Regions from separate parts of the Mus musculus genome. Here region 2 is linked to region 1. The links are chromatin contacts, called in public HiChIP or PLAC-seq maps. All regions are on one chromosome and are shown on one strand. The core of a region is the stretch at or near the end of the contact, and the rest is flanking DNA. Distances in the headings are between cores, read along the strand shown.

Region 1 (4,235 bases), core at 963-3,462:
GCCCCTGCCCCTGCCCCTGCCCCTGCTCCTGCAATAGTGAGGCTGAATTCTAACAACATGAGATCTCCCCACAGGCCATAAAGGCAAATGGTAGGCTAGATTCATTTTCAGCAAGGCAGGTGTGCTAGCGTATGTTTCCCACTCTGCTGTGTTCTGAGGTACCAGGAGTAGAGTGGTGTGTTTTGAGTGTGTGCCATTTTGCTTTCCTTGGCTTACTTGGGTTGGCTTTACTCTTTGCCTAGAAGTACTTGGAAGACTTTTAAGAACCATGTACAATAAAGGAAAGAGGGTAACCAGCACTGGTCACATTTTCTTTCTAAAAAAAACATTCTCCCGCACTGGGAGACTGTATGCCTTAAGCTGCCACTATGTTTTCAGTCCCTAGAAATAAGTCTAGGTGTTGGGCCATGTCTTCATAGAGTTTGTGATGTTTGGTCATTGTAGGTAAGGACACCCCAAGGCGTAGTCCAGAGTATTGGGGTTTTGCCTAAAAGTCTTCCCCCTTAAGAAACAGTACTTTGTATTGTGATACTGACAGTATGGTCCCATTTATCAAGCATACCACAAGCCAGGTACAAGTTAGGTCTACATTCACCTCTGTCACCTGTCCTGAGCATGCAAAAGAAGATTCTGAGGATGGGAGGGGACAGGTTACGTGATGTCTAAGCTCCAGCAGCAGACAGAGTGGACTCAGAAAATAACCCACTGGCTGTCAGTACCCAAATACTCTAGCAGGAAGGAAGAAGTCTCGGGCACAGTGAGGGATCCTTAGAACAAAATCAACTGAGTCCTATTCTATAACTTCCGAGTGGCTTTCAGAAGAATGAATTCTCACACCAAGTCTTGGTTTTCTTCCCCAGGAAATCCCCATTCGGGTACCAGCAATTACAAGTTCAAATGTGCCTAGATGTTTAGGGGGGGGAGCCCAGATATCCCCAGCATCAACAGCTTCAGATCTGCAGCGCTTAGCCCAACACCTGACCTCTCAGGTTTGAGCTAGCTTGTAAAATAACACATGTTGTTTTTAACGTTACCCGCTTACCTGGGGACCTTGGAAGAAATAGAAAGCTCATTCCCCAGACATTTTTTCTTTGTATTTAAAAAGATACCTCATTGGCAGGGGTCGGGGGTGGAGGTGGGGGCGTAATAATGGCCGTGCTGTCACTTAGCCATGCTGTCACTTAGCCAGCAGAATTCCCCAGGAGCTTAGCTTTCTCATCCCTAACTTTCCCTGAAGAAAGAGAGAAGAGACAAGAGACTTCCCTCTCCCAAAACATAGGGTACTGTTGGAGGCACCCTTACTTTTCTGTCTGGGCATGAACAGCCTAGGGGCTCCCAGCTACCTCAGGCATATTCAGACCCCTGATTGGAACCGAGATATTACCAGAGATGGTGCATGTTCCAGTACAGCAGCTCGCTGTGATGGGAACCACTCAAGCCTTTCGTTGTCTCCAGAGAGCCAGGGAACGATAGATTGAAGCCTTTTTTGCCTTTCCCCCTTTCCTTGAGCCAGAAGGCATGAGGGCTAAGGTACCCCTGTCCCCTGAACATTTCCTCTCAGCTCTGTGGGAGGCGGGGGGGGGGGCTGTTTGTTGCTTGCTTACTTTGTTTTTAACCAGACTTGCTTCATGTATACAGGGCAGAAACCCCACTTGAGCAACTCCATCTTAAATCTCTATTGACCACTAACCGCTTGAATGGCTGAATGTTTTGGCCCCCTTATCATCATAGTAACTAAGACTGCTGTCAGCCCAGGCCTCCCTCATGAGGAGACTCCTTGAGGACTTTGACAGGGCTAGGCTGCATTTTCTCACCCATCTGTCTCTTGTCTCATTCTACCCACGTAACAAATAACTAGATCTAACAAATACCTTGACCTGAAGAAGCCAGCCATATTTGATAGACTTACAGACTGGAGGTGTTCAGCCTTTGAAGGAGAGACCTCCGGTTCCGGGCTTTGTGAGCGTAGCTTGACCCAATGTCCTCTGTGGTGAAATTGCCACGACTTCTTACGCATGAGGTTCCATTTTTCTCAGTACAAACAGAAGCCAGCATTTTAAAAGCATTTCAGAAGGGCAACAATGCCATAATAGATGGCTGATTCAGATGGCTGATGATAAATGGTCCCCTGGAACCCCTCTTTCTGAGAGGCACGGCTGTAGCTGAGCCGTGATAGGAGTGATCCCTGCGGTTGGGCTCTGGCTCCTCACGGCCCATTATAACTGCCCTATTCATAGCATTGCTATCGCTGCAGAATTCTTTGGCGAGTGACGCACAAGTCAGTAAAGGGGAAGCAGTATTTTCTCTCCTCTCCCTTTCCCTCTTTTAAAAAGAATTCTTGCAGAGGTAGACTTTCCGAAGGAGGACTCGGGACCACAAACCCATCCCACCTCCAAAGGAGGAACAAAGACTCTCCTCAGTAAAGATCCCAAAGAGGGAAAGCCCTAAGACAGAAACCCACTGAGGTGGCCGCTTGCCAGATCTGTTTCTGCTTTCCCTGTGGGATCTTTTCACAGTAGAAATGTCCAGAGGTTCAGACCCATGTGACCAGGCCAACAGCAGGCTCCATCCTCAGTAAAGTGTTGGAAAGCCGCATCTGGACAAAGTGCCTTTTTCCCAGCTCCTTTGGTTCACACAAGAGACATCCCCCACCCTCCCGTCTGAGCGTCTGAGCAAATAAGAGATGGGAGGGTCACAGCCGTGACTCCTACTCAGCCAAGTGGCCCAGAGATGGAGGAGCATTGTGACAAAGATGAAGGGTGTTCCCAAAGGACCAATGAGGGGCTGGAACCAAGATATCTGAAAACATTAGGCCCTTCTTCTATGGCCTCCAGGAGCCCTGCCCCAGTGCAGTCTACATTTCTCTAAACTTCTCCTCGAACCGCCAACTAGGGAGACCCACAGGTCCCATTAAGTAAATCTGTGTCGCATCTCTGAATCCTTCCAGATCACTTACGGCTCAGAATTCAAAGCTCTGTAGTGTTTGAAATTCAATGATGGCTCAGTAGCCACATATTAACATCCCCACTGGCACCCAAGAGGACACATGGCGGCCTGCGGGGGGGGGGGGGGGGATGTGATGGCTAATGAGGTGGGTTATCATTCCTGTCAGAAAAGGCTGGTTTTACAGCCAAATAGTTTGACACACATATAAGAAAACACTCATTTTTCAGAACTTTGCATATTTCTGAATTATAAAGAAAATAACCTAGCCTTCTCTGCGACCCGCCAGCTGTGAGCCATGGCCTCTCCGTGTCATGGAGTTTCAGTGTTGAGTTGTCAGGGAAAAGACATCAGTCATTCTGGCTGTGGTAAGTGCTATCCAGTTAACTGAGACCTGTCTAGAGGGTCTAGCTATTCCAGAAGAAAGACCGATTGGTCTCTTCATAGTCAGGCGGACTTTACTGGTCCAATCAGCTAAAGACTGGTACCTGGGAACTGGTTATGAAGTCCTGGCGGACAGCCTGTGAGAGAGAAGACTGAGTAGCCAAGACAGAAGACAGAACTTAGATGATCACTTATTCCGGCCTCAACATTAACTAGACTCTGCCTTAAAAGTAAAGACAAAGTCTGAGAGGGCTATAAGAACATTGTGAGCTGCGGTGTCCATGTTCCCTCTGGCGCTTGGGAGAAATTCCAGACCTCTAAGCTGATGTAATCACCAGCTCTCAAACCTCAGAGCCCATCTTTCTTACTCTGGCTGTAGCTTCTGCTTCCTCTGGTCAGTCAGAAGCCCTTGCCCACAGGCCTCTGAGAAGCCCACAGGCAGGCCTCTGAGAAGCCCACAGGCAGGCCTCTGAGAAGCCCACAGGCAGGCCTCTGAGAAGCCCACAGGCAGGCCTCTGAGAAGCCCACAGGCAGGCCTCTGAGAAGCCCACAGGCAGGCCTCTGAGAAGCCAGACAGAAGCCTCAGCCAGAACTCATCTAAGCACACACCATCCATGCAGGGGGCGCATTCTAGGCATCTTTCCTTGTTGTACGTGGCTGTACGGCTTTTAATAATGTAAGAGTTCTCATGCTGTGCTCAGAGCTGAAGCCCACTACCTCATGCTATTTAAAGGGATCTTTTCTCCTGGAGATTTAACTTCCCACTCACAGCAACCTGGGGGGGGGGATAGCAGGGGCAGCGACTATTCAGAGAATTTAGAGGAACTCTGAACCCCTTTCTCTCAATTTAAAAGGACTGTCCTCAATCCCTTTGGGAGAAAGAACTGAGTATAATCCTTGGACGGTGA
Region 2 (4,260 bases), core at 890-3,389, 510 kb after region 1:
AAGGGTGGGAAGATCTCCTTTAAGTGGAAATACCCTTGGGAGGAACACGTACTAATGACTGCCCAGCATGGTAGGGACTAGAGGACTCAAAACAACATGTTGTCTAGTTCCTTGCCAACAGCCAAGGAGCAGACGGTCTCTGCTTCGAGGTATCCTGCACTGTTGTTTGGCTGGACTCAGGCCTGTGAGTTTTGAACATAAGAACTTTAGAATGGTGTCTGATGGAAACTGCAGGTTCTTGCTTTTAAGTCAATTAACGACATCATCCAGAGGCTGCCAGCATCGCACATTCCTGTCACCGTTCTAGAATAACAAAAAGTTTTGCTGGCGAGTATCTGGCTCCAAGCTTAGCCCTCACAGCACTTAGTTTCTAGAATTTCACATCTGTATCTTCCTATGAAGAGGTGACAGGCTGTTTGTTTACTTGTTTGAGATAGGATTTTATGTAGTCCAGGATGCTGTCTCATCATGTGACTAAGAATGACCTCGAACTCCCAGTTCCCCCACCTCTGCCTTCCAAGTGCTGGGATGACAGGCGTGTGCCCCCACCTGGATTTGTTTGTTTATAACTGGTGCTTTCCATCTCAATCTCATCCCACCCCACCAAATCCTACTCAAGCTTAGCAAGAAACACATACTTGTCCAAATCTCCGCATGCTTTCTTATTACACACTAGCACAGGAAGTCAACATCTGGCCCATGCTTGTAGAAGTCACATTAAATAATCCTTGTTAATTCTCTAAGAAAATCTGAAGTAGAGCAAAGACTTGGGAGGCCGATAGAGCCCCATCATGCAACAGTAGAAAGAAAATGACTTTCATCACAAATACACAAGGGCACAATGAACATCCATTATTCATTTCTCCCTCCTTCTCCCCTTCTTCCCCTCCCTCCTCCCTTTCTCTCTCCTTCTCTTCCCTCCCTCTCTTTCCCCCACCCCCCTCCACAAGTATGAATATGTATGTGGAGGCCAGAGGTCAACCTCAGGTATTACTCCTCAGGTGCTGTCCAGCTTGTTTTCTGAGACAGGGTCTCTGCTGGCAAAATAGGCCAGGCTGCCTCCTCCTCCCTAGCGCCGGGCTTACACCTGTGTGAGCCACAACTCAGCTCTTTCACAAGGTTCTGGGGCTTAAACTCAAGATCAAGCCCTTAGCCTGAGCCAGATCTCTAGCCTTGAATGTCCATTTTCTTGAAGAAATTTGGAATACTTTTCAAGTAAGATCTTTATGGATGTAATTAATAGAGTAATTCCCTCTCATGTCTTCCCACTACTAATTTTTGGACTTTATTATCAAGGCTTTCTTTTCCATTATTTCTACTCTGTAATTACTTTATTTTTCAGTTTTCATTTCATTAACATTATTCCTACAGAATATAATTTTTTGCCTCATGTTTAGGTTTCCCTTTAGAAGGAAGTTATTACACTTTAAGGTCAAATGTAGGTCTAACTCTGACTCCTGAGTCTGTCTGTATGAGAACAAATTTTCTGGCATTCAAACTGATTCAAGCCACAAATTTGGCAATTAACTCCCATTAACTGGAGTTACAAGGGCCTCATGGTATCAGTTCTTCAAACTACATCTACAGTTTAGTAGAACAGAGTTGACAGGCATCTCCAAGTTTGGGATCATGAAACTATTAACTGATACATACATCAAAGCATCACAGGGTATCTCATAAATACACATTTTAATCTTTTTATGTGTAAGCTAAAACTTAAAAATGAAGTTAATAGCTTAATACAGCTCTAATAGTGGTTTGCTGTCTGATTAGTTTTACCATGTACATTTAAAAAACCAAACCCTGTAAATAGCAGCAATTCCTGATCTTCTCAGCAAACATGGAGAGGTGGGAATAAGTAAGAAGCAACACAAACAGTACATGTAAGCACCACACGTGTAGTTTTCATCCTCAGTTTGCAATGGGAAGGAAGTTACTTCAGTGCACGTTTAAAATCCTGGGAGCTGGTTTCAAACACTAACTTGTCATATTTGTTTTTTTCCTAATAAAGTACCCAGTTCTTACAAAGCTAGTGGACAACCGCTCCAAAGCACTCAGTGTTCTCCACTGTGTGGCAGGTTGACAGTTTAAAGCATTCTCTATGCTGCAGGGTAGGAGACAGTACAGGATCTGTCATTCCATTGTAGCACTGGTCCTTAACACTCACACCTTCCCAAGATAACATGTCACTGCTAGACTGAGGGACAACTCCAAGACTGGTCTAGAAGCTCAAATCATTTCTCATTACTATGCCTACTATCTGCTGGACTTACTCCACATTAAATTATTCCCAGGCTCTTTTGTCAACCTCAATGTCACATGCTACATGTTCTTAAGAATTTACTCTCTGGGGGCAGGAGAAATGGCTCAGCAGTTAAGAGCACTTGCTGTTCTCGTAGAAGGCCTGTGTTCAGTTCCCAGGACCTACATGGCAGCTCACAACCACCTCTATCCCCAGGTCCAGGGAACCTAATTTCCTTTCCTGGTCCCCAAGAGCACCAGGCACACCCATGGTGTACATACATACATTCAGGCAAAACACTCTTACACATAAAATTTACACAAATCTTTCAAAACAAATAATTGACTGTTTTTTTAAAAATTACTTTTGACATTTATTTATTACTATTTAAGGCATGCACATACAAAGTCACATGATGATTTGCAGGAGTCAGTCCTTTCCTTCCATGTGGGCTCTCGGGGTCAAATTCAGGTACTTAGGCAGCACGACAAGCACTTTTAGTAGCTGAGCCATCTTGCTGACCCCCATTTATACTTTTCTAAATAAACATGTAATAAAAATTTAACCTGAAACATTTAATAGAAATTTAGCCTGCTAAACTAGATGCACCTTTGTTTTCTTATCAACCACAAATGCTACAGGCACTGAATTTTATGACACAGCACTGTCAGGGAGCTAAAACATGCTTTTCTACAGCCAACTTGGGCCTAGCAATTCACAGTTCTTGCATTCATTATTCAACATGGAATAGGCAGTAAACATTCCCAAATAATTAGGTTTACTAATTCAAGGAAAACCAGGAGACCTGGGAAAAGCTTTTTCTCTGTACTCCCCTCAACTCTCAGAAGGTAAGAGGTGAAGCCACAATTCTGTGAGGAGTAAGTCAACCAAGCTGTATCAACTCAGTAGCAAAAAATGCCAAGTTTTGAGCCCTCTGCTAACTTTCATAGCATGAGGTTCAAGCGACTGTTTTTTTTCCTCCTATGCTGATAGTCACCACTGTGAACAAAGCCTGTCTGTAGGCTCATCTGTCATTCAACTGTCACTGCACGGTAATAATACCAGCATCCGTCTTTTCATTTTCAGGAAGAACAGCCAAAGAACCTTAATGGCTTGACAGTATTACAAGTGACTAGAGCACCACATATTCAAAGGCACCTAATGGGATCGACAGTATCACACGCCATCTAAGCCATCCTTACAGGCAGCTTCTGTAGCTGCCGTCTGAAGCAGCTACTATCAGACAGCTGTTTAAACTGAGCTCCCGCAGACCAGAGAGATGGCTCGGTGGTTAAGAGCGCTGGCTGCTCTTTTAGAGGACAAGTGTTCAATTCTCAGCACCCACATGGCAGCTCACAACTGTCTGTAACTACAGTTCCAGATGATCCGACACCTTCACACAGACAGACAGGCAAACCACCAAGGCACATGAAATGAAAACAGAGCTGGGCATGGTGGTGCACACTTTCAATCCTAGCACTCAGGAGGCAGAGGCAGGTGGACCTCTGTGAGGTTGACATTAGCCTGGTCTACAAAGTGAGTGAGTTCCAGGACAGCCAAGACTGTTACACAGAGAACCCTGTCTCCAAAAAAAAAAAAAAAAAAAAAAAAGTAATTAATAAAAAAAATTGTAAAGAAAAACTGGGATCCTTCAGCTAAACTTTGGTAAGACACTGAATTTAGTGAGTGCCCTCACCCCCCAACTTATGGGTTCCACCTCCCATTACAGAGACATCCCACAAGGCTTATGCTCCCATGCCAAGGTCTCCCATTACAGAGACATCCCACAAGGCTTATGCTCCCATGCCAAGGTCTCCCATTACAGAGACATCCCACAAGGCTTATGCTCCCATGCCAAGGTCTAAGTAGCATGGCTAAACACAAAGCTTTCTGGTGCTCAAAAACTTTGTGTGTATGTGTGAGTTTGTCCATCTGTCTGTCTGACTATTAAGACGTATTCATATTTGCTAAGAGTCGTCTGAGTGACCATAAGCAAGCACTCATATTTGCCACATTTC

What was found. HiChIP or PLAC-seq counts read pairs in DNA pulled down with a chosen protein or histone mark.
Region 2: a contact with region 1 is called in an H3K27ac HiChIP or PLAC-seq map of heart atrium, with 5 read pairs. The contact joins two enhancer-like sites. A contact is called at or near these places in 1 of 484 Hi-C or Micro-C datasets (cardiomyocytes) and 1 of 115 datasets of contacts at active chromatin or transcription factors (heart atrium).

The regions. Positions count from the first base shown.
Region 1 is chr7:67,042,134-67,046,368 of GRCm38.p6, forward strand. All of the region lies in intron 13 of Adamts17 (a disintegrin-like and metallopeptidase (reprolysin type) with thrombospondin type 1 motif, 17), which reads left to right. Among named protein-coding and RNA genes, the nearest start is that of 1700112J16Rik, 180 kb to the right of the region's middle. Within about 2 kb of position 2,213, at least 26 of the 459 cell types and tissues checked have an H3K27ac peak or open chromatin away from gene starts, as enhancers often do. A contact at or near this core is called in heart atrium, where this site is marked.
Region 2 is chr7:67,552,927-67,557,186 of GRCm38.p6, forward strand. The region is part of intron 6 of Lrrc28 (leucine rich repeat containing 28); the gene reads right to left. Among named protein-coding and RNA genes, the nearest start is that of Gm23233, 16 kb to the right of the region's middle. Within about 2 kb of position 2,140, at least 7 of the 459 cell types and tissues checked have an H3K27ac peak or open chromatin away from gene starts, as enhancers often do. A contact at or near this core is called in heart atrium, where this site is marked.